Linked DNA regions of Gossypium hirsutum: region 1 is linked to region 2. A link is a contact called in public Hi-C data. All regions are on one chromosome and are shown on one strand. The core of a region is the stretch at or near the end of the contact, and the rest is flanking DNA. Distances in the headings are between cores, read along the strand shown.

Region 1 (4,752 bases), core at 1,874-4,373, 140 kb after region 2:
TCAGCCGCCGCACGTCCCACAAGCGCCATTGCTTCAGCTCACGTTTCCACCTCCCATACTTCACGTTGACACGCCAATGAACGCCCTCTTCACGTCTCCACTTACCTGCAAAATGGGGAATAGCAGGGAACCGTTTGTATTTGGCTATAAAGTCTTTGATTTTTTATTGTAAAGGGGTTTTTTTTAACGCTTTTTTTCAGAGAAATAGAATACAAAGAATACAAAATACACTCAAAAATTAATTGCAAAGAAACAAGTGTAAAGGAAATTTAAGAGCTGATTTTCGATTGATCTTGTTTGTTGAGTTTGTTAGTTATTTTGGTGTGCAAAGAATAATCAAAAGAAGAAGAAAGTGGGAGTACTTGCCAAACCTTCGTGCGTGTAGTCGGAGTTCTCCTCCGTTGGTGGAATCGGCCATCATCTGCGTGCTGTCGACCGCTGTATGGTGGTGGCCTGATGGCTACATTTTTGGGTTGAAACCCTAGCAGAAAAGGTTAAAGAATTTTGGGTTTTGTAAAAGGTTTTTTATGTTTTAAAAAACAAAATAAGAGTTTTATTTAATTTTAAAGCAACTTTGGGGGGAAGAAATAATATGCGTGTTGACCCTATGGATCCGCGCATTTACCCCTTAAATGGGTAATTTGTGCAGTCGGTCCTCCCATTTGTGCCACCTTTAATTTAGTCTTGCTATGTTTTTTTCAAATTTTCCCTGAAACTTGCGCGCCATTTCAATTTGGCCCATGTCTGGATGTTGCATGTAGGGACTTGGATCATTTGCGCTTTTGGTCCCTACGCATTTGTGTGCATTGCGCTTTGTTTTTTTTTTTTTAAATTCCAATGGTTTATGTTATTTATAAAATATCCCTTTTATTTTAACTTTACTTTAATTGAGTTTTTTTTATTTTATTTGTATAATTCACCTCTTTTTTTAAAGATTCACTTAACATTTTTTTCATATTTATAGTTAAAATCACTTTGACAATTTTGTTTTTTTTATAAAAATATTATTTTAGAGCTCTTTCTATATTTTATTTTGTATGATATTACATTTGAATATTCTTATATATAGTTTATGATAAAATTATCTTTATTCTATGTACATTATTGTTCTCGTATTATTTTATGTAAATATTTTCTTAAATTATATATATATTTTAAATTTATTTATATATAATTTGGTTCTCTTTAAAGGATTATTGTATATTTTATTTATTTTAGTATCTTGGTATATATCATTTACACTTTTTTTTCCATTTTCATATATACATCATTAGTTAAATTAACTTGTCTATGTTTTATATTATTTATTTTGAATTTCTTCTTACGTAATATATATTAATAATTATTCATATATTGTCAGTTTTTATATGCATATAAGTTATTTCGAATTTTTACTTGTGTTATTTCTTTGCATATAATTAATAATCTTTAAATTGTTTATATCATTGACTCTTAGTTCTTGTGTTGTTTTGCATATCACATGTTGTCATTGGCTTTCATATCGTTTTCACATATTATTGTTCATACATGTAATTATGTTTTTTTTTATTTCTTGTAATTGTATTATGGTTTCAATTCCCGTGTTTACTCAATATCGATTGTTTTTATCCTCAAGTAAACAAGTATTTTTAATTCGTTTTTGCAACTATCAATTTTTTTTTAAAAAAAAAACTTCTAAAACAAAGGCAATGTTTGACGTTTAGAAAATTGAAAAATCGTGCCCTAACGTGCTGGGCTTTGATTTTCTGCTTGCTCAAAATAGTCAAATATTCCTTTAAAATTTCATTCATGTTTTCTAAATTTTAAAATAAGGCAATATTCTATGTTTGGAAATTCGAGAAATCATGCCCTAACGTGTTGGGTTTCGTTTTTTCGTTGGTCCAAATAATTGAATACCTTTTTGTTGCGTTTTGGAAATCATGAAGTGATCTCAGTTTTTAGAGGCTTAAAATATCGTGTCCTAACATGCTGGATGTGATATTTTATTTCTTTGAAATGAGTAAATCTTAAAATCCAGTTCGAGTTGTGCACACACTTTTAAGGGGATCGTATTTCAATTTTTTTTAAAATTTTCAACATTAAAAAATTAATTAGTCAATTGGTACCAATTTTGGGCGTTACGAGGTGCTAACCCTTCTTCGTACGTAATCGACTCCCGAACCTTTTTTCTCGATTTTCATAGACCTAAATATTGTTTTAATAAATTAAAATGTTTTATTAAAATGATCAAGGTAATCCGATCACACCTCAGAAGGTAATCCGATCACACCTCAGAAAGGATCGATGGCGACTCCGTACTTTATTTTAAAATCGAATCCCGTTTTTCCAAAGTAAAAATGGTTTCTACAAGCTTCACCAATGTGCATAGGCTTAGCAGTAGAGTTCATGACATGATCAACCATTTCTTTTTTTAATATTAATCTCATTATTATATAGGCTTAATATTCCATGACAAATATCGTTCTTGAAATTCATGATATATATTTACTGTAAGTATTAAAAATCATAACTCCCAAATTCCTCCCGTACGAAAATATAGCCTGACAACTGGAAAACAGAAACCAAAATATGAGAGCATACCGTTTAATTAATTATTAATTCACAAGCTTAGCCAAACAGTCGAAAAGAAAACTAATACAGAGACTAAATTATAAAAGCGGCGGCGACGATCTACTGGATATAAGATTGGCCGGTGATATCAATGTCTCGATCACCGGATGATGGAGGGGGTTTGTGCTTGGGCTCGTTCTTGGCTTCATTGGGCCCATCAGCACTTTGGGTCTCACTGGCGGGCGGGTTTTCCGGTTTCTGCGCCTGTTCCTGATCGGTTCCGTACAATCCGCCACCATAAGCATTGTGTGTCACTGGATGCATGGGTGAAATATGAGGAGGCTGATGACTCTCACTCTGCTCTTTTCCTTTCCCTCCTCCTGTTTCACTTTTCCTTTCCATTCTGATTGTGAATTAACAACAAGTTGACACTTTCCACCGTTTTTGAGTCTCTGATCCACTTCCCTTGCGTTCATTTTATTGCATTTTGCCCCAGCTCATTAAAAAAAAGGGCTAAAGGACCGAGTGGCACGTGTTATGTTAACTGCGTGGCGTTTGGAGGAGGCTACAACTTCATCCATAGCATACAATACAAGGCTAGCGATAAGTTTTATGCTGTTTGGGCCATAATTAATCTTGTTTTCGAGGCGCACAGCTATAGGCCCATCCCATGCGTTTTAGAGGCTTAAGTGCACGCCTCGGCTCCATTGTTTTAGGGTCTAGCCTAGGTGGCACCCTTTATGATTTCACCTATAGGAATGCTCTATTTTGAAAAGAGGGTGATGATCATTTTCTCAATTTTGAAAAGAGGCAGATGTTGTTTAAGGAAGTAAATAGTTGGTTATAAAATGTATTTTATTTTTATGAGAAAAGATCATATTCTTGAATTTATGATTAAAGAATAAGATGAGCAATCACTACAATATTTTTTAAGGAGATAAATGGTTGGCTATAAAATGTGTTTCATTCTCATGAGAAAAGATAGGACCCTCGAGCTTATGATTAAGGAATGAAATGAGTAACCACTGCACTACGCTTTATTGTATTTTTATTTTTACTTAATGGTCCTACATAAAATAAAATTGATCAATTTGTTGAGAAAAATTATAATTAAATAAATCTTTTAAACAAATATTTGCATTTAAAGTTTGTGATCTTATATTCCACTTAAGAATTGATTTGAAGTTTAATAAACATGAATGATAATTAGATAAATAAGGAAATATATTGGATGGGGAGGTATCATATTCTCACATCCCACATGTTCGGAGTGTGTTGTTGGTCTTTAGTAGGTGGTGAAGATGCCTTCCAATCATCTCATCTCCACCGCACCACGTGGGCTGACTCACACCAATTCTAAGCTTGGAATAAATGATTGAAGGACCTGAGAGTCCCTCCATTGTAAAGGGAATGACGCACAAGCTCAATAATTTTTTTTAAATTTTAATTTGTATAAATAATTGCAAGATAAATTTATTCTTAAATTTTAAACACAAATATAAAACTCTAAAATTGTAGGCACAAACATTAAATCTTAAATTTTTAAATCTTAATTTCAAAAAAGTTAAAAAGTTTAGACCCTATTAAACTTCAAATTTTAACATTATAGATTAGGGGCGAAGTCAGAAACTATTTTTAGAAGAGTCGAAATTAAATTGTAATTTTTTATGATAGTAAAATTTAATTTCACAACTTTAATAATCTATATCTTTATAATTTTTAAATAATTAAATTAAATTTTTATTATTTTTAATATAGCCAATATATAATTTTACCTTTACTAATTTAACATTTTAAAAAGATTAAAAAGCCTACATAAAAAATTTTCTATTTTAAGAGAGACCGAAGCCTTTACCAACCCTCCAAATTCACCCATGTTATAGACCCTATTAAACACTTAAAATTTAAAATATAAATGTTAAATTCTAACTCTTAAATATTAAATATTAAATATTAAAGTTTAATTGTTTATATAATATCATTACAAAAAGCAAAACATATTTACAGCTAAAAATGTCCCGTACATTCCAAAAGAATGACAGTCAATTATTTTACCTTTTCCCTACTGATATTTCGAAGATTTGCAACTAAATAGAGGTGTGCATAGGCCGGGCTCATAAAATATTTCTGTCCGTTTTCAAGGCTTGGCCCGAAATATAGGCCTAAAAATTTGTCCAAGCCCTGCCCGGGAAAAAATGGTAG
Region 2 (4,450 bases), core at 1,564-4,063:
GCCTGTTTGAGCAGGTAGGCGCAACCTATATGCATATTATTCTTGTACATATACACGGGTTTTATATTGATCCGAAAAATAATAATAATATTTTTTTAAATGAAAAAAATTAATATTAAAAAAATAGGTTGCGCCTGTCAAGTAAGCGCGACCTAAAAAAGTATACAATTTTCGTAATTAATCTGACTGATAACCTATTTTCGTGTATAATTTTTTTTAATATATTGGGGTAAAAAACCCCTGTAACTTCTAGCACAAACTTATATCTATATGATCGTATTGGCATGCTGTTTTTGCTTCCATTAGCATTCGATGTATTCGTTATAAAATCTTTAACCCAGATCGTGAATCAAATAAATAACCAAGGATAGTTTTCCTTCTTTGTGCATGTTTTGGTTAATAAATTTTACACAGTCAAGGCACTTTAAATGCAATTGATTACCAGCAGATTTTCTCGTCTTTCAAGAGTGAATTGCATTTCCCTTTTTCCTTGATTGACACTTCAATATTTTATTATGTAATAATTATTGATGCATGTTATATAATACATCTTAATTAAATTAATCAAAATTTTTAAAAAATTTGTAAATAAATATTAAATAAATTTTTAAAAAATTTATTAATATTTATTTATAATAACTATAATTATTATTTAATTATGTTTAAATAAAATTATCCTTCATTGTATACAAAGTTGTAAAAATGTAAAAACAAAATTTGGTCTATTCTTACATTTGTCGTCTCGTTTGCCTAAAAAAAAAAGAGAAAGCCTTTTCTAGCAGAATCTAAAAACAAAAATAATTTACCAGGACAAGCAAGAATAAGCTTAATACTGAGGTTGAAAAGGACTTGGATCCAGGGCAGCAAATGAGAGTATTTCTGTTTGACTTTGTAATACTGCCATGTCTTGTTCATCCAAGGTCACCAATGCTTCTATTCCATCACCATTTCTTGTTTCAATCAAAAACACCAAATTCTGAAACACTAATCCATCTATGCCACCAGGACTCACCCACATGGGCTTTCCCCATCCAAAATCAGCTTCATATATACCTACTTTACACATGCTGCTAAATGCAACATAATCGGCTCCTCCATTAGAGTGAACTTCCCCTAACTCTGTGAGACACTTGAGGACCTTTTGGAAACCTCTTTCACCTTGTAATTCTTCAACAAACTCACCACTAGTTTCCATTAAGGATTTCCTTAGCAGACCCACCAATGACTGCAATTCTAAGTTCACCTCTGCATCACACTGTGCAGTTGCAATCCATAGAAGATTCCCAATTGAATGTTCAGGCAATGATGTTGCAGTTTTTCCACGCAAATTTACTATATGAGACAAAACAGACGGCCGTCGGGATCCATATCTTATTCTGGAGGCGGTTGTAAAACATATCCATATGAAGGCTGATACAGACTCGACACTGGTAGGATTTGGCACCACCGACGAGCTCGAAGCTTTGGCCTTGAGAGTTGCTATGGCTGAAGCATGAAACACAAATCTGCTCGTAACACACTTGCCAAATTTTAGTAAGGAAGGCCATATGGCTAACATTGTATCTCTTGGCAACAAATAATTCTATGGGAAAAGCAGTGGTGCAATGAAACTAGGCCTTGGAACTTCACCTGAACCTCGAGCAGAAGCCGCCCAGGCCTTGAGAAATGTAGTTGAAGTAGGGCCATCAATGATCTTATGCGAGGTTTGTGTGCCAATGACAATGCCACCGCATTTCAATATGTTTACTTGAATCATAGCAACAGGAATTCCAGCATCCGAAGATACCAATCGGCTAATGTTAGAAGGAAGCAATTTCCGTATCATTAAGATGTCAGGGTTGCTAAGAATTTCTGATAGGCAACAACTAACCTTAGCCTCAACATACTGAACTCCATTGTCGTTGCAATCTATGTAAAGACCATCTTTGATCGTTCCTGCAAATGGGTAAAAAATAGTTAAGGTCTCTGATAGAGATTGCTTAAGCCTCTCTAATCTTTCACCGACTATATTCATATGGTTAGAGTCACTATTTATGGGGCTATAAAAGAAGATCATTGGAACGTGAGCTGATGGCATAAGCTGATCCAAAAGTGAAAGTTTATAGGTTCTCAAGTGATATGGTGTTGGGCAAGATGGTTTGATACTTTCTTTAAACATGATTTCAACCACCATGTTTTTTTTTTTTTTTTTTGCTTCTGATTTCTCTTACAAGAAAACTTGCTCAGCTTTTTAAAGGTAAGTTTGCGTGGGTTCCGAGGAAGAAGAATAAAATTTGACATCATTTTTATCTGTGTTTTTTACAATCAGTTGTTTAAGATTTTCACTGGTTTGTTTAAAACTATGAAGGATAATGAACAGTGAGCTGCAATCTAGAGATAAAACCACATAGCTTGAGACACATCCAGCATAGATTTTATCACATTAAAGTTGGGCTGGCCGGCTTTATCTGATTTGCTTCTCAGTGAATTTTCAAATTGGTAAATGGATATTGATATTTTAATTGGTATATATATTAATATGTACAGTCTCATAATTATTATTTGAATTACTACTTATGAACGAAAATTTGGCGCTTTGCTTTTGTCAATAAAGGATTTAAATTTGGATTCGACTAAAAAATATTTTTAAATTACAACTAATAATTTTATTAATTTGGATTCTACCAATTTGTCAGGTATCTACGTTGGTCTGCTCAGACATTTTGGGCTCTAGAGGTGGATCATATTGTTAGACAATTACATTGGGCCAAATATTGACTCAAAGGCCAACCACATTGTGGGATTAGTGGAATGCCATACAATCTCGATCCGCTGAGTGCGGGTGTATGTATGTATGTATATATCTATATCTGCAAATCAGCTAACTCCGTGTTCCAAGCAGCGAAGGGAGGAGGTTGAATTGAACGCCGTTAATTGTTTTGTTTTTACTGCTTATGAATCCTACTAATGTATGTTTCAAAATGCTTAAACCCTAAAGGGAAAACCCACTGAAAAAGCTGAATTCTTCATTCAACACTGTAACATTAAAGGGAATGAGGATTCCTTTGCGCTCAATCGCAGACACCTTATGTAGATTCAAATCGGGTGAACTTGAACGTGTAAGTCTTTTTATTTTTCTTCTTTCAGTAATCAGATGTTTCTATTTGCCAATATATATTTTTATTCTAAATTATGGGAAGTTTGTTCATTGTTCCAATTTATTGGTTGACTAATCAAATGCTATTTCAGGGACGAGGAAATTTTATCAGAAGAGTGGCATTATGTAGAAGTGTTGCAACTATTAATGGTCATTAGCCAAACTCTTCCATTATTTTAATTATTATTATTTAACTGAAGAAATTGATAGCTGCAGCGTAAGCTTTTGTTTGTCTGTGTATGCATATATATCGAATGAAATCTTTAGAGTAAGCTTGTGAACGCAGGTAATGTGTTTTTGGGATATGGAGGAGAGCCATTAACAAAGTCCATTCAAGTGCAAATTGTTGATGCCCTTCGCTTAGGTGAGAGAAGTAGAGCTTCTAGCCTGCTTTTAGACTTTGGTAACGGAAACCAGTCGTTAAAAGCCAATGACTTCGTTTACATTCTTAACTACTGTGCAAGGTCACCGGATCCTTTGGTAAGCTGTTCAACATGGAATTTTAGCTAGCTGCATGCAACTGTGTAAACCTCAATGTGTTTCTCTTCTCTAGATTTAAGCTTAGGACATAGATAATGTGGATATTTATAATATTTGACAAACTGGAAAAGGAAGAAAAGATAGCACCAATGGTTATACTTGGCAGTAACAGTTGTGATTTTTTTCCTGTCCTGTACAGTTCGTTATGGAAACATGGAGATTAATGGAGGAGAAGGAGATTGACTTGAATAATACATGCTATTTGCTTATGGTCCGAGCTCTTTGTAGGGGAGGTTACTTGGAGGAGGTATGCCTTTTATCTACTGGTTTTGTTAGATGTTCTGTTTGTTCAATTATTAAACACTGATCTTCTAAATGTATTACCTCAGTGTATCTTTGGGTGTTGATTCATTTAACTTAACTAGAACAACCTACAACCTTTTCTCTGTGTAATTATGAGCAATCTTTTGTCATTGCTGCATGGTTGTACTTACAGTTGTTCTGTGTAGTCATTAATGTTATTATTGTCCTGAATCACATTAAAATGTATGTAGAACGATGCTTATGCAGTTTCTCTTCCTCAATTTCCATTATAAGTTTTATCATTTCTTCTTGTTTTATTTCCATCAGGCATGCAAGTTCATGAAATTCCTTAGGGAGAATCATGGCACCTATCCTCTTCTTCCCGTATATAACTGTTTCTTAGGAGCCTGTGCAAAGATGAAAAGCGTAATCCATGCTAATCAATGTTTAGATTTGATGGAGCTGCAAAGGGTTGGGAAAAATGAAATTACATATTCAGTGCTTCTCAAGGTGTGTAGAAACAGTGTTGAT

Evidence for each region. A called contact is a pair of places that touch in the nucleus more often than the background predicts.
Region 1: a contact with region 2 is called in a Hi-C map of leaf, with 1.9 times the contacts expected there. The contact joins the promoter of LOC107917518 here to the promoter of LOC107922064 in region 2. A contact is called at or near these places in 4 of 34 Hi-C or Micro-C datasets (callus, leaf and petal).

What each region holds. Positions count from the first base shown.
Region 1 is chrA01:20,407,127-20,411,878 of Gossypium_hirsutum_v2.1, forward strand. LOC107917518 reads right to left here and starts at 3,124. Exons shown (of 1, transcript XM_016846856.2): 1 at 2,570-3,124. The coding sequence starts at 2,952. The coding sequence ends at 2,671.
Region 2 is chrA01:20,269,511-20,273,960 of Gossypium_hirsutum_v2.1, forward strand. LOC107922064 (pentatricopeptide repeat-containing protein At1g76280) reads left to right here and starts at 2,814. Exons shown (of 12, transcript XM_041117511.1): 1 at 2,814-3,098; 2 at 3,229-3,286; 3 at 3,423-3,616; 4 at 3,816-3,923; 5 at 4,247-4,429. The coding sequence starts at 3,033. LOC107917369 (salutaridinol 7-O-acetyltransferase) reads right to left here and starts at 2,173. Exons shown (of 1, transcript XM_016846727.1): 1 at 1,583-2,173. The coding sequence starts at 2,173. The coding sequence ends at 1,583.